2 separate regions of the Callithrix jacchus genome follow, and region 1 is linked to region 2. The links are chromatin contacts, called in public Hi-C maps. All regions are on one chromosome and are shown on one strand. The core of a region is the stretch at or near the end of the contact, and the rest is flanking DNA. Distances in the headings are between cores, read along the strand shown.

Region 1 (3,205 bases), core at 290-2,789, 190 kb before region 2:
CCCTGCTGATTTGTAAGTTGGGGGCCAGTGATCTAAAGTGATCACCTACTGATCTGTAAAATTCTCAGCACTAGTCTGTCATCAAGCATTTATTGAGTAACTGCTGGGTGGATTACACTGTGATAAGCATAGCAAGAGTGAAACAAAAGAAATAAAGGAGTGTTTCTGCCCTCAAGAAGCGTGTACCTCGTTGGAGAGAGAAAACCTGCATACAAAGCAACCTGAGAACTTTTACAATGCCCGAGTCCACAGAGCGAGAGGCCTGCCGGCAGCAGCGTAAAAGAGGGACGTGAGGCAAGTGTGGTGAATCGGGAAAATGTGAGGTTCCACTGGCAGAGCATGTTCCCTATTCAGTTGTAATCCCCAGAGGCACACCAAAGACTCATTTTTCCTGGAGAGCTTCACACAGGCATGAAGCCGTAGCTGCAGTGAATGTCATATGATCCTGGCGTGCCAAGCAATTTGAAACTACAAATGGCATGTAGTATTACCTTATTAGGAAAGGTTCAGGCTTTTTTCTCTTTCTGCTTCATTTTTGTTGTTTAAAGGAAGGTAGGTTCTTGGCAGGCTGGGCAGTGGGTACCTTCTGTCCCCAGAGTTTCAGTTCTGAAGCACGCCCTGGTGAATCAGTCTTTCTGAGGGTGCCCAAGCTTTGGAGCCCGACTTTGTGTTTTTGTGTAATTTTCTGGGAGAGTCTGCAGATGGGACAGTTCCTAACCAGTGACTCAGGACCCGAGAGGCAGAGCCCTTACCTTATTTGTCAGGCAGAGCTGTTGCTTTTCGTGTCTCTCAAGCCTTGAGGTCTCCAAAAGGGAGAAGGGAGATTGGGAGAGGGGAACAAGTTGTGGGTAAAATTCCTGGAGTCGGGCTGTGGTGCATCCCACTGGGAATGCCAGTAGCCTGTGGAGAGGGGCGTGTGGCTGAGGTTGCTTTGCCAGTGAGGCATCTGGATCAACCAGTCTGTCCTGATTGGAGGCTCCTAAAATAAGCCCTTTGCTCTGTTGTGCAGGCTGCCTCTGAGACGTGCTTCCTAGGGGCTGCAATCAGCAAATAATTGTACCCAGACCCTTCCTCCTGGTACTGTCTTTTAGCTTTGAGAAGCACTGAATCCTTGTTACTATATATGCAGTGGGGGAAAGGATGACATTTCTCTTCAAACAATTTACATCATCATCAGTAGCAGCAAACAGTTACAGTTACTGAGTGCTTACTGTGTTCCAGGCACTCCATATGCTTCATCTCATTTAATTCCCTGTACAGCCGTGGAAGGACTTTTTTTATTATTAAAACTCCTAATACTATGATCTTAAAATAAATATTACCCTAATGTAAAGATCCATTTTGCAGGTGAAAAAAAACTGAGGTTTAGGGGAAGGTTAAGCAACCTGTCCATAGTCCCACCACGAGCAAATGACAAAGGCAGGGATGTAAACCCAAATCTGTCTGCCTCCAAACTAAATTAGCAGACTCTTCTCCTTAGACACATTTTTATTTGCAGTTACTGTAAGTAGTGTCTGCAGACTTTACTTCTGCTTTATTCTCCTACATTATTCAGGCAGGAATGGAGGGTTTTGTTTTTCCCCCAGAGGAGTGGGAAGAGGGAAAGGCCTTGGAAAGTAAGTCAGAGATGAATTTTTTTTTAAAGTAGAGCTTGTAAGGGAAGTGTTGAGTTGGCCAACAGAAAGGGAGAGGCTATTCTGGACTTCACATGTGTTACGGAAGAATGCGTGGTAATGAGTGGGAGAAACAGAAAGTAAACCAGGACAGGGCAGGATCAAATAGAAGGAAATGTGATAGCAAAGAAAGAGGTAGTCTTGCCTCCAAAAGTAGCGTGTTAATGATTAGCGCTCTGCAGTTTTCAGATCTCACATGCTCTCAGCAGCATTCAAAACTCCCTTGTTTTGGGGAGAGTTTTGCTTTTCAAAACACAAAACCATGACATTTAATTCTGAGTTTCTGTACGGACTGGATGAAATCACCACTGGAAAAACAAGAATGGCAGTGCATGTTAATTATTTCAGGAACTCTTCAAGGGTGCAAATAAAACAGCTGCTATCCCAAGAGACACCACACTTGTTCCTCCACCCTCTCTTCTTGTCCCTCAAGCCCCTGAGTTCTGCTTTCCGTGCCTTTCTCACATCCCTTATGTTTCACTGAAGAGAAAAAAAAAATGCATGGAAGAGATTTTTATTTTTATTTTTTTATAAAGCATGTTATATCTTCCCAGTAGCCTATAGTATGGTCTCAGGGCTACTCTGACTTTCATTCTGATTGACCTTTGATTGGTAGCCACCAGCCTCTGGAAAGTCAGGAATTTCTTTCTTGATCTATAACCAAACTCCTAAATGCTCAGAACTTCCACTCTTCAAAGGAAACATGTTACAAACAGAAAACTCCTTTCAAATTGAATGGTAGTCCACTCTTGAGGTTCTCTCCTTTCCCCACCCCTGAAAAAGGGAAGTTTTTTTATCTCTGTCCTCTGCCTCTCTCTCCCTGCCCCCTCATGCAGACTAACAGTCTCTTGTTCTGATATAGAATGTTCTGTAATTATTTGTCCTCTGAAGATTAGGATAATAAAACATTTCAGCCACCCTCTTTCGGGTTCCCACTTTGCCCCAGTGAATAGAACTATGCCCCACCATCCTTTTCCTCATAGCCAGCAGCCTCAAGTCCCACAATAGCTCTGCCTTGGCACAGGGAGCCAACATTGTTTGCATAGCATACATTCCTGGACAATTAAAAGATCCAGTTTAACCTTCAGAGCATCCCATCAGTTTGTGGGTGTTTGTTCCGGGGAGAGGAGAAGAGATGGTAACTTTCTTGGTCCACACATGATGCTACCCACACACACAAGTCCAAATCTTTATAGTTTGTAGAGATTAGCTAAAAATTGTGTTGCTAAAGTTCACATGTAAAACCTAACATTTAAGGTACTTCAGTCTTTCTGTCCAGAAGCAGATAGCATGAATACTTGCTTCTATTTATAACACTCCTCACCCACCTCACTCTCATTAGGTGAAAACTTTTTTAAAATAGCCCAATTTCATGTGGAAATTAATCTTTATTAATCAATATACTGTAATAGCACACCTTTCTGAAAATACATTCTGGTTGTAATTGCTGCCTGATGAGGGAGGCTTTGAAACTTTTATTCCAAAGATGATACAGTCTTGGGCCACCGAACACTCAAAAGATTCCTTATGGG
Region 2 (3,096 bases), core at 438-2,937:
TGGGTATAAGCAAACCTTGCTCTCTTTCAAGGTAAACTTTCCTTCTTTTCTTTCTCTTTCTTCTTTTCCTTGCTGTTCTAAAGCTTTTTAATAAACTCTCACTTCTGCTCTGGGGAAAAACGAAACAAAACAAAAAAACAAAATTAGCCAGGTGCAGTGGTCCATGCCGTATTCCCAGCTACTCAGGGGGCTGAGGCACAAGAATTGCTTGAACCCAGGAGGCAGAGGTGCAGTGAGCTGAGATCATGCCAGCGCACTCCAGCCTGGGCAACAGAGTGAGAGTCTGTCTCAAAAAAGAAAAAAAAGTTTTTCTTATTGTAGTTCACAGCTCAAAAATTCGAAGAAAAACACTGCCTCAAACCATATCCTTGAAAACATCTGGACTTATGTCTGTCTTCTTCACCACTGCACACACATACAGACACACACACACAGTTTCATGAGACAATGCTCACTCATATATGACTAAGTAAAAACATAAAGTGAAATAGCAAACACGATTCTATTCATATTCAAATACGACATAGAGAAAGAGTCCAAAATAAATAATACAAAACCAGAAGTACTGGTCATGACATTTGATTTCACAGCTCATCAACGGGTTACAGGTCAATCTGAAATACGCAGGTAGAAGAGAGAGACCGCAAGTAGTGGTTAGAGCAGTGCAGTGAACGCTGTGTTGAGAGAATGGCAACTACAGACACCAGGCCAAAGTGGGCACCCAAGGAAGAACCCAGGAAGTCAGAAGGCTTCCTGGAGGACATGGTATTTAGGCTGAAAGTTGAAGGATAAATAGGAGTTACCAAGTTCCGGAGGGGAGAGGGAGCCTGGAAAGGCAGGGAGAGCTCCTGGCAGAAGGATGGACCCACACAAAGTAAACAAACGTCCCACCCCTTGCCTCTGCTACACATAGGAAGGAGGTATTTTCCTGCCTAAAATAGCATGGGGAGCAAAGGTCATTGAACTATGCTTGCAAGGTAAAACATAAAAATATCTCTGCAGTAAAAATATATGTATATATAAACTCCCTCTCTCTATCACTCTACACACACACACACACACACACACACACACACACACACACACACACACATTCCAAAACTCTTAAGAAAGACATATAGAAGGCAATTCTGGCCAGGATATTTGATGGGTGGGGTGATGTTCAGGGTTATTCTCTCACACTTCCTTAGGGAATAGTAAATTAGGCACAATTTATCTAATTACTCAAACTTACTTTTAATCTCAGTGGAAATGAAACTGCTTAAATTGCAAAGGTGATAAAGCGTTGAAAGATGTAAACAGGTGTGGTTCCTGGCTCCAGAAATCTCTCCTTCTCCTGGGCGCCTGCCACCATCCCCCCCGCTTCCTCCCCACACCATGACCTCCCCTGTGTTTGCCATTCTCTGCATTCCTCACATGTGCAGACCCTGTGCCTTGGGCTGCAGTTCCTAAGTGGAGACAGGGTAGGACTGTAAAGCACCCTGGCGACAGATCAGCCATCTTCTGGCTGCCTCTGCCTTCCAGCATGCCAATAATTAGGCCTCTGGTTTGACCTGTTTCCTGGTGCTGGTCCATCTCTCTCATGCCAGGACCTGGCTTCTGTGCCTCACCCCCTTTGGCGTGGCATTTAAGCAAGGGCTCTCCTTTTTCCACTTGTCTGGGCTGCAGCCTCTGCTGTTTCCTCTCTGCTTAATCCTTCCACACACCTGCAACCAAGTAGTTGCATCAAAGGTCCTCAGGAGCCAGGTGATCCCAGGAGGCGCATGCATTGCCATTCATTTTGGGGATTCATTAAAAAAGTCCACGGGGACCCACAGAATAGACTGGTTTTGAAGGAGCAAAGAGGCCAGTGTGGATGTGATGAAAGCAGCATGTGAGCAGAGAAAAAGCCAGAGAGAGAGAGAACATGCACACACACACACTCAGGAGAGCACGTGCTCTTAGCATCCAATAGGCCGCAGCTAGGGTGATAGGTTCAGGCAAAGAAAGGAAGGAGTCCACAAAACAAAGCTCTTTCCTATATCAAAATTGTGTTACATTAGCCTCCAGCCACGCTGGCCTGGCCTTTCAGTTGCTCCAACACATCAAACTCCTTCCTATCATATGTGATCCCCTCTGCCTAGACAGTCCATGATTCAATTACCTCCCCCTGGGTCTCTCACACAACATGTGGGAATTCTGAGAGATACAATTCAAGTTGCGATTTGGATGGGGACACAGCCAAACCATACCAATCCCCTATGTAATCATAATTACTATGGTGAATCTGCCTTTATTTGTGTAAGGTATCTCTTCTCTACTAGACTGTAAGGCTGTGAGGAAAGGGATCATCTCATCCAGGATACTGGAGTGCAGTGGTTCAATCATGGCTCACTGAACCCTCGAACTCCTGGACCCAAGCAATCCTCTCACCTCAGCCTCCTGAGTAGCTGGGACTACAGGTGTACACCACCATGCCCGACTAATTTTTGTATTTTTAGTAGAGATGGGGTTTTGCCATATTGGCCAAGCTGGTCTTGAACTCCTGACCTCATGATCTGCCTATCTCAGCCTCCCAAAATGCTGGGATTACAGGTGTGAGCTACCATGCCCTGCCAAGTGTTCTTACTTCTGTGAAAATCTCCAATCCTCCCATTGTGTCTTTCCATGAAAATATAAGCTATTGTGCTGTTTGGTAAACTCCTTCTGGGCAGGATCAAAATCTTATTCAACTTTGATTTCCAGTACCTAGTGCATTACCAGGCTAGAGCAAATGCTCCTAGTACATACTATAACATCACCCCACCCATCAAATATCCTGGCCAGAATTGCCTTCTATATGTCTTTCTTAAGAGTTTTAGAATGACTAAAACTCTTAAGAGTTTTAGAGTGTGTATGTCTGTGTGTGTCTGTGTGTGTGTGTGTGGAGAGTGATAGAGAAAGGGAGTTTATATATACATATATTTTTACTGCAGAGATATGTTTGTTTTACCTTGCAAGATAGTTCAATGACCTTAGCTCCCCATGCTATTTTAGGCAGGAAAATACTGATCAATGGACAAACAATGAGCAAAGCTAAAGTCACTCAAAACTCAAATGACACCAACAAAACTTACC

What was found. Hi-C and Micro-C count contacts between places; a contact is called where the count stands out from the background.
Region 1: a contact with region 2 is called in a Hi-C map of skeletal muscle, with 2.7 times the contacts expected there. The contact joins two enhancer-like sites. A contact is called at or near these places in 2 of 3 Hi-C or Micro-C datasets (induced pluripotent stem cells and skeletal muscle).

Annotation. Positions count from the first base shown.
Region 1 is chr7:104,975,760-104,978,964 of calJac240_pri, reverse strand. All of the region lies in intron 2 of GNG12 (G protein subunit gamma 12), which reads left to right. Among named protein-coding and RNA genes, the nearest start is that of GADD45A, 62 kb to the right of the region's middle. Within about 2 kb of position 1,539, at least 7 of the 16 cell types and tissues checked have an H3K27ac peak or open chromatin away from gene starts, as enhancers often do. A contact at or near this core is called in skeletal muscle, where this site is marked.
Region 2 is chr7:104,782,807-104,785,902 of calJac240_pri, reverse strand. No RefSeq gene overlaps it. Among named protein-coding and RNA genes, the nearest start is that of SERBP1, 120 kb to the right of the region's middle. Within about 2 kb of position 1,687, at least 3 of the 16 cell types and tissues checked have an H3K27ac peak or open chromatin away from gene starts, as enhancers often do. A contact at or near this core is called in skeletal muscle, where this site is marked.